3 separate regions of the Gossypium arboreum genome follow, and all the other regions are linked to region 1. The links are chromatin contacts, called in public Hi-C maps. All regions are on one chromosome and are shown on one strand. The core of a region is the stretch at or near the end of the contact, and the rest is flanking DNA. Distances in the headings are between cores, read along the strand shown. Region 1 holds the start of LOC108486763 (AAA-ATPase At5g57480). Region 2 holds the start of LOC108465148. Region 3 overlaps LOC108470303 (mitochondrial outer membrane protein porin 4).

What was found. A called contact is a pair of places that touch in the nucleus more often than the background predicts.
Region 2: a contact with region 1 is called in a Hi-C map of leaf, with 1.9 times the contacts expected there. The contact joins the promoter of LOC108465148 here to the promoter of LOC108486763 in region 1. A contact is called at or near these places in 2 of 5 Hi-C or Micro-C datasets (both in leaf).
Region 3: a Hi-C map of leaf shows a contact between it and region 1, with 3 times the contacts expected there. The contact joins the enhancer-like site here to the promoter of LOC108486763 in region 1. A contact is called at or near these places in 2 of 5 Hi-C or Micro-C datasets (both in leaf).

The regions. Positions count from the first base shown.
Region 1 is chr8:97,158,686-97,162,250 of ASM2569848v2, reverse strand. LOC108486763 (AAA-ATPase At5g57480) reads left to right here and starts at 1,910. Exons shown (of 1, transcript XM_017790975.2): 1 at 1,910-3,565. The coding sequence starts at 2,064.
Region 2 is chr8:96,945,638-96,949,202 of ASM2569848v2, reverse strand. It overlaps LOC108465148, which reads left to right and starts at 1,696. Exons shown (of 11, transcript XM_017765473.2): 1 at 1,696-1,996; 2 at 2,307-2,435. The coding sequence starts at 1,931. LOC108465149 (a long non-coding RNA gene) reads left to right here. Exons shown (of 6, transcript XR_008286977.1): 6 at 252-843.
Region 3 is chr8:97,325,206-97,328,770 of ASM2569848v2, reverse strand. It overlaps LOC108470303 (mitochondrial outer membrane protein porin 4), which reads left to right. Exons shown (of 7, transcript XM_017771605.2): 7 at 839-1,466. The coding sequence ends at 1,139. Among protein-coding and RNA genes, the nearest start is that of LOC108470303, 6.5 kb to the left of the region's middle. Within about 2 kb of position 1,525, at least 2 of the 2 cell types and tissues checked have an H3K27ac peak or open chromatin away from gene starts, as enhancers often do. A contact at or near this core is called in leaf, where this site is marked.

The DNA.
Region 1 (3,565 bases), core at 661-3,160:
TAGTTTTTTATAAATATATATATTTTATTTATAAAATATTGTTTTAATAAATAAATTTCATGTTAGAAAAATAGAAAATTAGGTATTCATTTATTTATAATTTTGTATGTATTTTTATTAAATCTTATGTATTTTTATCAAAAGATGAATTTTAAATATATTTTTATTTTTTAAAAATTAAGAATCAAAACTAAATTGATATAATGTGTACAGTTGAGGGTTAAATTTATTGAAATTTTTAGAATTAGGATCAAATCAATAGAATCTGTAAACACTGAAAGGCTAAATTTATTATTATGTCAATGAAAAACAACCACGTCAGCACTTTGTTAATGGTTTAACGAATGACTGATTAAATTATTAAATTTCAATCATGTTAGTAATTAAAATAGAAAATTTCAAAATTCAGTGACCAAAATAGAAATATGTTAATAATTGGATGATTATTTCTATAGTTTACCTTTAAAAATATTGGTATCCCAATAAAAATTTTGGAAGCTTATGAAATTAATTGAATACCAAAATCTCTATCATATACCAAAATTTCTAGTAGATATTGAAATTTCTAACTATATACAAAAAATTCTAACGCAATACCAATATTTTGGTATCATGTTATAGATTTTAGTTCGGTTCTTGTAAAAAAATTATTTATATCTGTTAAAAATATTGATATTACTTTAGAAATATTGGTATCGCATTGTTTTATAAATTTTGCAACATCAAATTTTTGGTTTTGCATTAGAAATATTGATATCCTATTCAAAATTTGATAGCATACCAAAATTTATAATTTAAATCAAATATCAAAATTCTTAACAGATATTTCTAATGTGATACCCATATATATAACGCCATACTCAAATCTTTCTCCGGAAATCTCAAAATTTTTAGGTTCCACTAATCGAAATGTGGAAAATCTTTTGAGGACAAACTCTTTTTTTCATATCATTTTAATTTTCCTTTTAAGACTTCATATTTTCTTTTCTCTTTTCAAATTTAAAGTATATCACTAAAATAATTTCTGATGGTTAAAAAGTTAAAAATTAAATAGAATGTATCCATAAAATTAAAAGCTAAATAAATTATTATGTCCTTTTTATATTTACTTACATGTGTTTTCATCCATTTTACAATTTAAGATTCTAAATTTTGAATTCAATCTACAAAAATATACATCCACTTTTTCCTATCAATTGTTAAGGTGTATCTAGTATTAATTTTAAAAATACTTTTTAGGAGAAAAAACACTTTTAAACAAAAATATTTTTAAATAAGCTGCTTTTTAAGAGAAAAGTATTTTTTAAAGTCAAAATTTGGTTTAAAAATATTTTTTTAAAAATAGAAAATTAAGTGTTTCTTCTAAATTAAAAATTGGTTCAAAAACATCTTTTAAGAAATCAAAATTTTTAACTTAATATTGATTAGCAATTTAACGTCAGCCCATAAAAGGAAATATTACAATATTGGGAAGCCATAATCATAAACATAACACATTTGACGTATGAAACAGCCGCACGCAAAAGGTATCTTATTCCGTTGATTTGCAACCTTCCATTCCATATTCTGTTCTTCAATTTCCATTGTTTCTAAATACAGTCCTGATGAATTTTTTTTAAAAATTTTGAATTAAGAATTAAATTACATATAAATATTTGTTTCTTTGTGGTTACCTGCGGCGGCAACAACAGTAAATCCTGTTTAATCTTTTTCCTTATTGGAACTGAAACATAATTCATTTCCCTCTCTCATCCAAGGCAAAGGCAGGGCAGCCAGCATCTTAATTCAAATCCCCCATGATTATATGATAGTCTATTATGAAGAAAATGAAGTCGGTAGCCGACAAAAACAAGTAACTCAAAGCACCCCCCCCCCCAGGCCATTTACCTAAACAATACCATAGGCCATAGGCCATAGGCCACTGGCCCCATCTCTGATCTCACTCTCTCTTCCTTCCCGATACTCTAAATGCGAACATCCTTTTTGCTCCTCTTTCCCTTCCTACTTTATATGTATATATATCCCCCAGTCACTGCCACAGCCACAGCTACAACACCACAGAAATGAGAGAGTACTGGAACTCATTTGCTTCACTTCTAGGGGTGTTGGCCTTTTGCCAAAGCCTCCTCCAACTCATTTTCCCACCCCAACTCCGCTTTCTCTGTCTCAAGTTCTTCAACCGTATCTTCCATTTGTTCTCTTCCTACTGCTACTTCGACATCACTGAAATCGACGGCGTTAACACCAACGAACTCTATAACGCTGTCCAACTCTATCTCAGCTCCTTTATTTCCATCAACGGCAGCCGCTTGAGCCTCACTCGCGCTCTCAATTCAAGCGCCATTACCTTCGGCCTCTCCAACAATGACTGCATCGTCGATACGTTCAGTGGTGTCACCGTGCTTTGGGAACACGTTGTGATCCAAAGGCAATCCCAGACCTTTTCTTGGCGACCATTTCCGGAAGAGAAAAGAGGTTTCACTCTCCGAATCAAGAAGAAAAACAAGTCCTTGATTCTTGATTCCTACCTGGATTACATAATGGAGAGGTCTAATGAAATCCGAAGGAAGAACCAAGACAGGCTTTTGTACACCAATTCTCGTGGTGGGTCTTTGGATTCCAGGGGACATCCTTGGGAGTCCGTTCCATTTAAGCATCCAAGCACCTTTGACACATTGGCTATGCATCCCCAGAAGAAGCAAGAGATCATGGATGATCTTGAGGATTTCGCCAACGGTCAGTCCTTTTACCAGAAGACTGGGAGAGCCTGGAAGCGGGGTTACTTGCTCTACGGTCCGCCAGGGACTGGGAAATCCAGCATGATTGCAGCCATGGCAAATTACTTAAGCTATGATATCTATGATCTTGAATTGACTGAGGTCCATAATAATTCTGAGCTGAGGAAGCTGTTGATGAAAACAAGCTCCAAATCCATCATTGTGATTGAAGATATTGATTGTTCGGTCAATTTAACTAACAGGAAGAAGAATAACAAAAGGAACTACTGTGATCCTGAAGTGAGATGTGGGTCAGGTTCTGCATGTGGTGGTGAAGATGGAGGAAACTCCATCACTCTTTCAGGGCTGCTGAATTTCACTGATGGGCTATGGTCTTGTTGTGGGAGTGAAAGGATTTTCGTCTTCACCACAAACCACATTGAGAAACTTGACCCTGCATTGCTCAGAAGTGGTAGGATGGATATGCACATTTACATGAGCTACTGTTCATATCATGCGTTGAAGATATTGCTGAAGAATTATTTGGGGTACGAGGAAAGTGATTTGGATTACCATGTTTTGAAGGAACTGTCGGATGTAGTTGACAAGGCAGAGATGACACCTGCTGATATCAGCGAAGTTTTAATCAAGAACCGCAACTACAAGCAAAAGGCTGTCACTGAATTGTTGGAGGCCATGAAGACCCGCGCTGACAGGAATTTCAAGTGTGGGAGTTTGAGGGACAAAATTTCAGATGAAGAAGAACAGGAGAAAAGGGCTTTGGAAACTCCTAATGAAGGGTCAGAATTTGAAGAGCCTTGCAAGGAAGGAGAGAATAAGGAGAAAAT
Region 2 (3,565 bases), core at 447-2,946, 210 kb after region 1:
CTCCCATGGTTAAACATTTTGTCAAGTGTTGTTTAAAAGTTTTTGTACCATGTCAACTTTGTTTAATTAAGAAAGGTTGTAGTGTTGACCCCTTGCTCGCTGCTAGTTTTTGGAAGATATGAACCTTGTGTTTTTAATGTGCAGCTATGTCGTTGATGTATGGAATCTTGCAGGGTTTAGCTATGTTTTTTTACTGTTGAATTGGTTGTTGACACTATGGTAGGTGTGACTTCTGATCATGAACAAAGCAGATGGTTTACAATCCTATGGAGTATATGGAAATTTTGAAATTTGTTTATATGGCAAAATAAAACTGTTTGGGGAGCATTGTTGTGCATTTTGCTAATGATTTTCTACTTCAGTAAGACACTTCTAGGGCATATTTGAACTAGTCCAGCTGGGATTATTGCATGCTGGCGGAGGTACAATTTGTTAAACTAAACTAGAGCCTAACTGTTTGAAATGCAATATCAACACAACATGTATGGCAGCAGACACTGTGACTACTTTTGGTACGGTCCTTCACGATGCCGAGGGGCGTTTTGTAGTCAGCTTGACTGTTTTCTTCTCGGTACTATATGATCCACTTATGGCCAAAACACTGCTCATCCGAGAGGTTCTCTCTTGGATTAGTCAAAAAGGTGGGACAATGTTCATGTTGAGTCAAATAGTAAGGATGCTATTACTTCACCGAATGATCAAATTTTGGGAATATGTGAATATTGTTTAATTTTGTGCAATTGTTTACATTTGAAAGTATATTTTCAATGTTTGTCCTTCCATTAGACACGTCAAACTATTAATAAGACGACTCATAGTCTGGTTAGAATGGCCTTATCCCTACTTGAATTGTACATCTTTTATTTCTCCTTCTTGTCCTTTTTATATTTTATGTTTCAAGCAATGTGTGGATAACTTTACAATTGAAATGACTGTTTAAGACTAAGTGTAAGAGGTAAGCCTGTTAGCTTGAGTTTTGTGCAATTCTCATTTAATTTAGTGTTGACTGTTTTACTTTTTTTTTTTTATAGTTTTAATAATAAGCCATTTACTTTTAAAATAAAGTTTTTGACTCAGTGTTAGGAGTCAATTGAAAATTAATTTAGTTAGGGAAATTACAAAAGTACCCTTTTATAATTAAAATAAATTATATTATTCGAGAGTATCTTAGTTTTTTGTTTTCTAAAAATCAATAAAATTTGTATGTGATTAGATTTAAAACCACACCAATTATATTAGTAAAATTTTAAATTTATCACTCAATTAAAATTTTATCTTAATGTATTTTATATTTTTTTATTTTAACATGCACAATTTATTACTTTTATTGGTTGTATATATAACTATACTATTTATAAAGTACTTTATTAAGTTGGTATTACTCATCAACTGAATTTATTAAGTTGGTATTACTCATCAATTGGATTCTAACTCAATTAGGGAATTACTAAAGAATTATTTTATAAATTAATAAAAATTATCCGTAATTTAAATTTGAACCAATGACATGAATATAATTTTTTTATCATTTAAGTTAAAGTAATTTTTAGTTTTAATATAAAACTTTAATAAATATATTTGTTATATAAATTTATGTTATTTGACATATTTAATGTGTATTTATTATTAATTAGATTTATTTACTATATTAAAATTTTTATATAATTAGAAAATAATTTAAATATATTTTAATTGATACGTAAGGGTACAACATCTTTTAAACCCTAAAGTTTTTGTTCATTTTTTTGAAAAGTTTTCTCTCATTATCTTCCTCCAACCATTGTCCATCTCCTCTCTCGTCTCTGCAAATCAGTTTTTTTCTTTCTTTTTCTTCTCTTCTCTCACCGCCCTGTCCGCTGGTACTGCGCCCCAAATTGCCGAGTCCGGGTGACGAAGGCTGCAGCATTCCTTATTTGATAATACAGCTGAAATGAGAGAAGGCTATTCAATACTTCTTGAACTTTCTGATGTTGACCCTTTCTTTGACAAGAAAAAGGTTAGAGAAAACAGTAAACTTGTTTTAGTCTCTTTCATTTTCTTTACCAAAATAATTTGATTTAGGGATTTCCTTTCAAGTGTTACTAGTAGTAATCGTTACTCTCTAGAGTAGTAAAGATGAATAAAATGTGAACTTTGGCAGTATGCAGCAGCCTCCATTTTAAGCGTGTATGGTGTATCTGATTTATGTTTATCAGATACGTTTAAGTAGAGAAATATAAACTAGACTGACATGTAATAAAGTTTCTAAATTAGTTGATGATGAAAATGTTCTATGTTAACAAACTGTTCTTTCCCATGTTTGATAGATATTACTCAATGATATGGGATTTGATGTCAAGGAAATTGTACATAATAAGAGCTCTTTGGATCGTGATTCACTAAGTACTACTTTGAATCAAATGCTACAGATAGCTAGAATCATACATTTAGATGAGGTAAGTTGCTAATTTCCTATTTCTATCCATTGGTATTTACTGTGAATGTGAAGGAATTTTTTTTTTTAAATTCTTTCTTGCTTCAACTTGTAATCTCCTTTTGTGAGATGAGGGTCAAATAATTTGATGAACTTTCTCTTCCTCAGGGATCATTCTTCCCTTTTAGCTTTTACTTATGTATCTTGATTATGTAGTCTAATCAAGGAAAATAATGTGGTGTGGTTTAGGAAGAAAACAACAGTAATCAAAATATTTAGAATCGTAAACTGAGTTAGAAAGAAGCTAGAACTCTAGAAGACGTAGGGTTATAGAAAACCTCTAGTTTCTATTACTTGAGAGATAATAATATCTAGTAATTAGGCACACGCATTTATGTACGTAATGAATTAATTTTGAAGTATTAATATCAGTCTTTTCTTAAAAGTTTATGATAATTTTTTACTTGACTTTAATTTTAATAGATAAAAGATAAATATATTAATAGTTATGTGCTACCATGCATACAATAAAAATGTAAAAAGTAACTTACCTCAATGCCATATGTATGGAGAGGCAAAAAGGGAATAATTATGGAAGATTAAAAAGTTTGAATGTTGTGAGTAGTTGTTAAAGTTGTGCAAAGTAGTAGTTTATTCTGTAAGTTAGTCATTAATGAGTTCTTTTTTATTCAAAAAAGAATAGTTAAAAATTATTGAATTACTTTTATAGCCTATTTTCATTATCTATACTATTACTTAAATTTAACTTTGTTGACATTTTTTCAATTGAGTTGGTGTCTGGTTAACTAGTGATGCCAATTAATTCACACTTGGCATGCTTGATCCTTATTAATAAATGATCATAAATGGCATGAATTCGTCCCACCGAGGACAACATTTAGAGCCCAAGCATCAAGTTGATTGTCAATTAGCGCTGTTGCAAATCTGCCAAAACCAGCTTTCATGTTCAATACATTTCTGAGTTGAATTTTCTTTCAATGTAGAGCATTGACATAGTTTGCCACACTCTCATTCTAGTATTTTGATTCTACCTTGAAAAGTTCTTTTCTAGCTACTAGGAATCATTTTCATGTTTTTTAGTCTATTAGGTGGGTTTTACAGACAAGTAAGCCAAAGAGCAACATTTGTACC
Region 3 (3,565 bases), core at 276-2,775, 170 kb before region 1:
TGGCTAAAATCAAATGTCAATTATCACATTAGTGTGCAAGTAGGACCCACATGCAAGTAATTGGGACTGATTTGCATTGAAGGATAGCAAGAAAAAAAATGAAAAAGGAAAGAATAGCCTACTGATTGGCATTGAGTTGAATGCTGATGTGCCTGCCTTATCAGCTCCGTATTTTTCTTTGTAGTTCCTGTGACGTCCTTTGCATATTGAGAATGTCAGTGACATAAATTGAAGCTCAATGATCCAAATGAAACTTTAACACTTAGAATACCACAATCCCTTTAGTTTCCTTTGAAGTTGATCTTATTGTTCTATTTTCTACACCATGATGAAATAGCAATACAGAATGTGCTCTCAGTAGTGGCATTTTGTGATATTAAAAAAAGAAAGAAGAAAAAGCAGTATTTTGTGTATTGCATGGAACTTTGAGAAGGATGTAAAGATTAATCGTTTATTATGGTAAACCATATTTTGATTCATTTGATATATTGAAAGATGATGCTTAAGGTTATCAATTGAAAGAGTCAAAAACAAGAGTGCTAAGCAGTTTGGATTGATTCTAACATGCATGGGAACCATGACTTGAATAACTAGTTAGTCACAGAAAGTTTATGAACACTATTTCCTTGGGACTATGATGAACAATTTTTTACCAGTAAGAATGATCAAAAGCATTTTAGTTTCTGTAGGTTAAATTCAGCCGATGTGTTAGCCATCTTCCTGTAGCTTATCAGATTAGTTGTCAGCATTTTATGCTCCTTTTTTTGCTGCTTTATGTTCTTTTGCGTTGTCATAAAAGCCTTGCTGTCAATTTTTGAATGAATGTTTTCTTTTTTAGGACTGATAAAGGTCAGGCATTGAGGGCATCTTATATCCATTCTGTCAACCCCTTCACTTGTGTTGCTGCTGAAATGGCTCATAGATTTTCTACCTACGAAAACACTTTCACCATTGGAAGTTCTCATGCTGTGGATCCTTTTACCGTGGTAAAAACACGGTTCTCTGACAATGGAAAGGTTGCAATGCTGTGCCAACGTGAATGGAGGCCCAAGTCACTTGTAACATTTTCGGCAGAGTATGATTCAAAGGCCATAAATGCATCCCCTAAGATGGGGCTTGCCCTTGCTCTCAAGCCTTGACGGGAAGATCTCATTTTGGATTCCATATTTTTAAATTTTGATTTGTCCTTTTCCCCGAACCCTTGGGAGGGTGTTATTCACCCAGATTATTTTGTATCGGAAGATTATAAAAGAAAATTGTTCAGATACTGAGTTGATGAATGTTTTCACCAGATCAATGGTGGGGGAATTTAGCCCAAATTTGCCAAATTTTTATGAGGATAACAGCACAGCAGTTTTTGTTGCTGAATGCTTCTAATGTTCATGTCGTATGATAGTAGGGGGTGTTTCCCCTAATGTTGTATTGAACTAACCAGATTTGTGGTCAACAATGCCTTGTTGAAGTAACTGCCTTTTTCTTTACACATGATTTCCGTGCTCAGTGCAGTGGGTAGCAGCCAAGCTTTTACAATTTCATCCAAGCGTATGTATATTTTGATCTTTAACAATTTCCTTCTGAATTTCCTATTTTGGGGGAACTGTTATGAATGGGTTGCATGCTTTTTGAATTAACAAAAAATAAAACAGGGAAGGCAGAAGCATGTGGGGGTGGCTTAGGCCTGACAGAAGAATCTCTGCAAATTTAACATTGCTATTGCCAGTGTTGCTGTAGGTTTGGTTTATGCGGGAATCATCATCATAATGTCACCGTTCCTTCAAAGTTCTAATATCTCTGACTCTTGACTCTTCCCACGCTACCATCTGCAATTTGAATGTGATTCTGTACGGCCATTCTGAAGTATAACATTGAAGCCAAAGCTGAGTGAGATCAGACCCCAGAAATAGAAAAGAACAGGTATTTGCTTTTGCTTATTGGGTTAGCTTTACTTGTAGTTACTTGTGAGACTGAGAGGAGATGAGGAGCAAGTGGGTTGGCTGGCATCAAATCCACTAGGCTTGTTGCATGCCGCCAATGTCATGCATGCCACTCAATCATACAAAAGCATCACAGAGACAAACCCAAAAAAGATTCTCTTTTGATAAAAACTATGCAACTTAATTAGGCTGTCACTTGTCCAAACTAAATCAACAAAAACAAAACTGCTGATAGAAGCCTCAGCCTATACAGATACCGATTATCATCACGTGCTGTCCTTTTACTTCCTTCTCCTCCCTAATTTTTTTATTCTTATAACATCATCCATTCTCAATGAGACACTTATAATAAGTTTGGTTCACTCAAATGAAATGAAATAAAATAAAATTGTAATTGAATAGAATTAAATAAAATAAATATTATAATATAATTCATGAATTTAATTTAGAGGAATAAGTGTTGCAATAACATAAGGAAAAATCTCGGATGACAAATATGCCCTCTAATAATTTTTTAAAGAATAAAAAGTCCAAAAATGTTAAATGCTGAAGGTGATTAGTATACCCTTTAATTTAATTTAATTTAATTCTTTGTAAAAATGTAAAAAAATAAAAATAAAAAATCTCAATATACCCTTTAATAAATTAATTTTAATATAAAAATAAAAAAAATGCTACACGAGTATGATACTCTGATATGGACTACTATTTTTTTGGGTTTGCATATGATTTTAAGTTGCAAAATGAAGGTATATGAAATTATACCAAATATAATAACATCACTAATATTATTAAAGGGTGTGAAATCTAATGGAGGAGCTGGATTTACATGAAATTGAATGAATTGAGATAATAAAGTTTTAGCTAATGACAAGAAGTTGAGATGCATTTTTATAACAGAAAAGCATTTTCATTACTGACGAAAATTCAGATTACATATAGCGATAGAGAAGCACTCTAGTTAAAATTTCAAAGAGCCAACATCACACTCACATCTAGCAAGTTCTATTAACATCCAATTCTAATCATTTGAAGGTTGTACACGCATCCACTACAGCAAATACTAAACAATCCCATTCCCTCAACGAGGCTTTTCTTTTCTTAATCTCCCTTATAACCAATTGAAAATCAAACTCCACCATCAGTTTAGAGAAGGTATAAGAAAATACCAGCCCTAACCCTTTCTTCATAACAAGAAATTTTTGCATGAAAATCAAACTCCACCATTAATTTAGAGAAGCCATAAGAAAAAACCAGCTCTAATCTATGTGTTGTAACCATTTTTTTTGAAAAACGGGGATCGACTTGGATTTGAAAACTAAATAACGGGAGTCGCCACCAATCATTTTTGACGAGGTGTGATCGGGTCACCTTTAAATTAATCATTTTAATAAAAGTTAAGATTTACTAAAACGATAATTTTAGTCTACGAAAATCGAAAATGAGTTCGGAGTCGGTTACGCATTTGAGGAAGGATTAGCACCCCGATACGCCTGAATTGGTACCTAGTTAATTAATTAGTGTCTTAATTGTCGAAAATTGAGAACTTGAAAGACCTTGAACTACAATCCCTCTTTTGTAAAATAAACATTAAAATGTTAAAGACATTCTCGTCTCGAGGCAACGATACG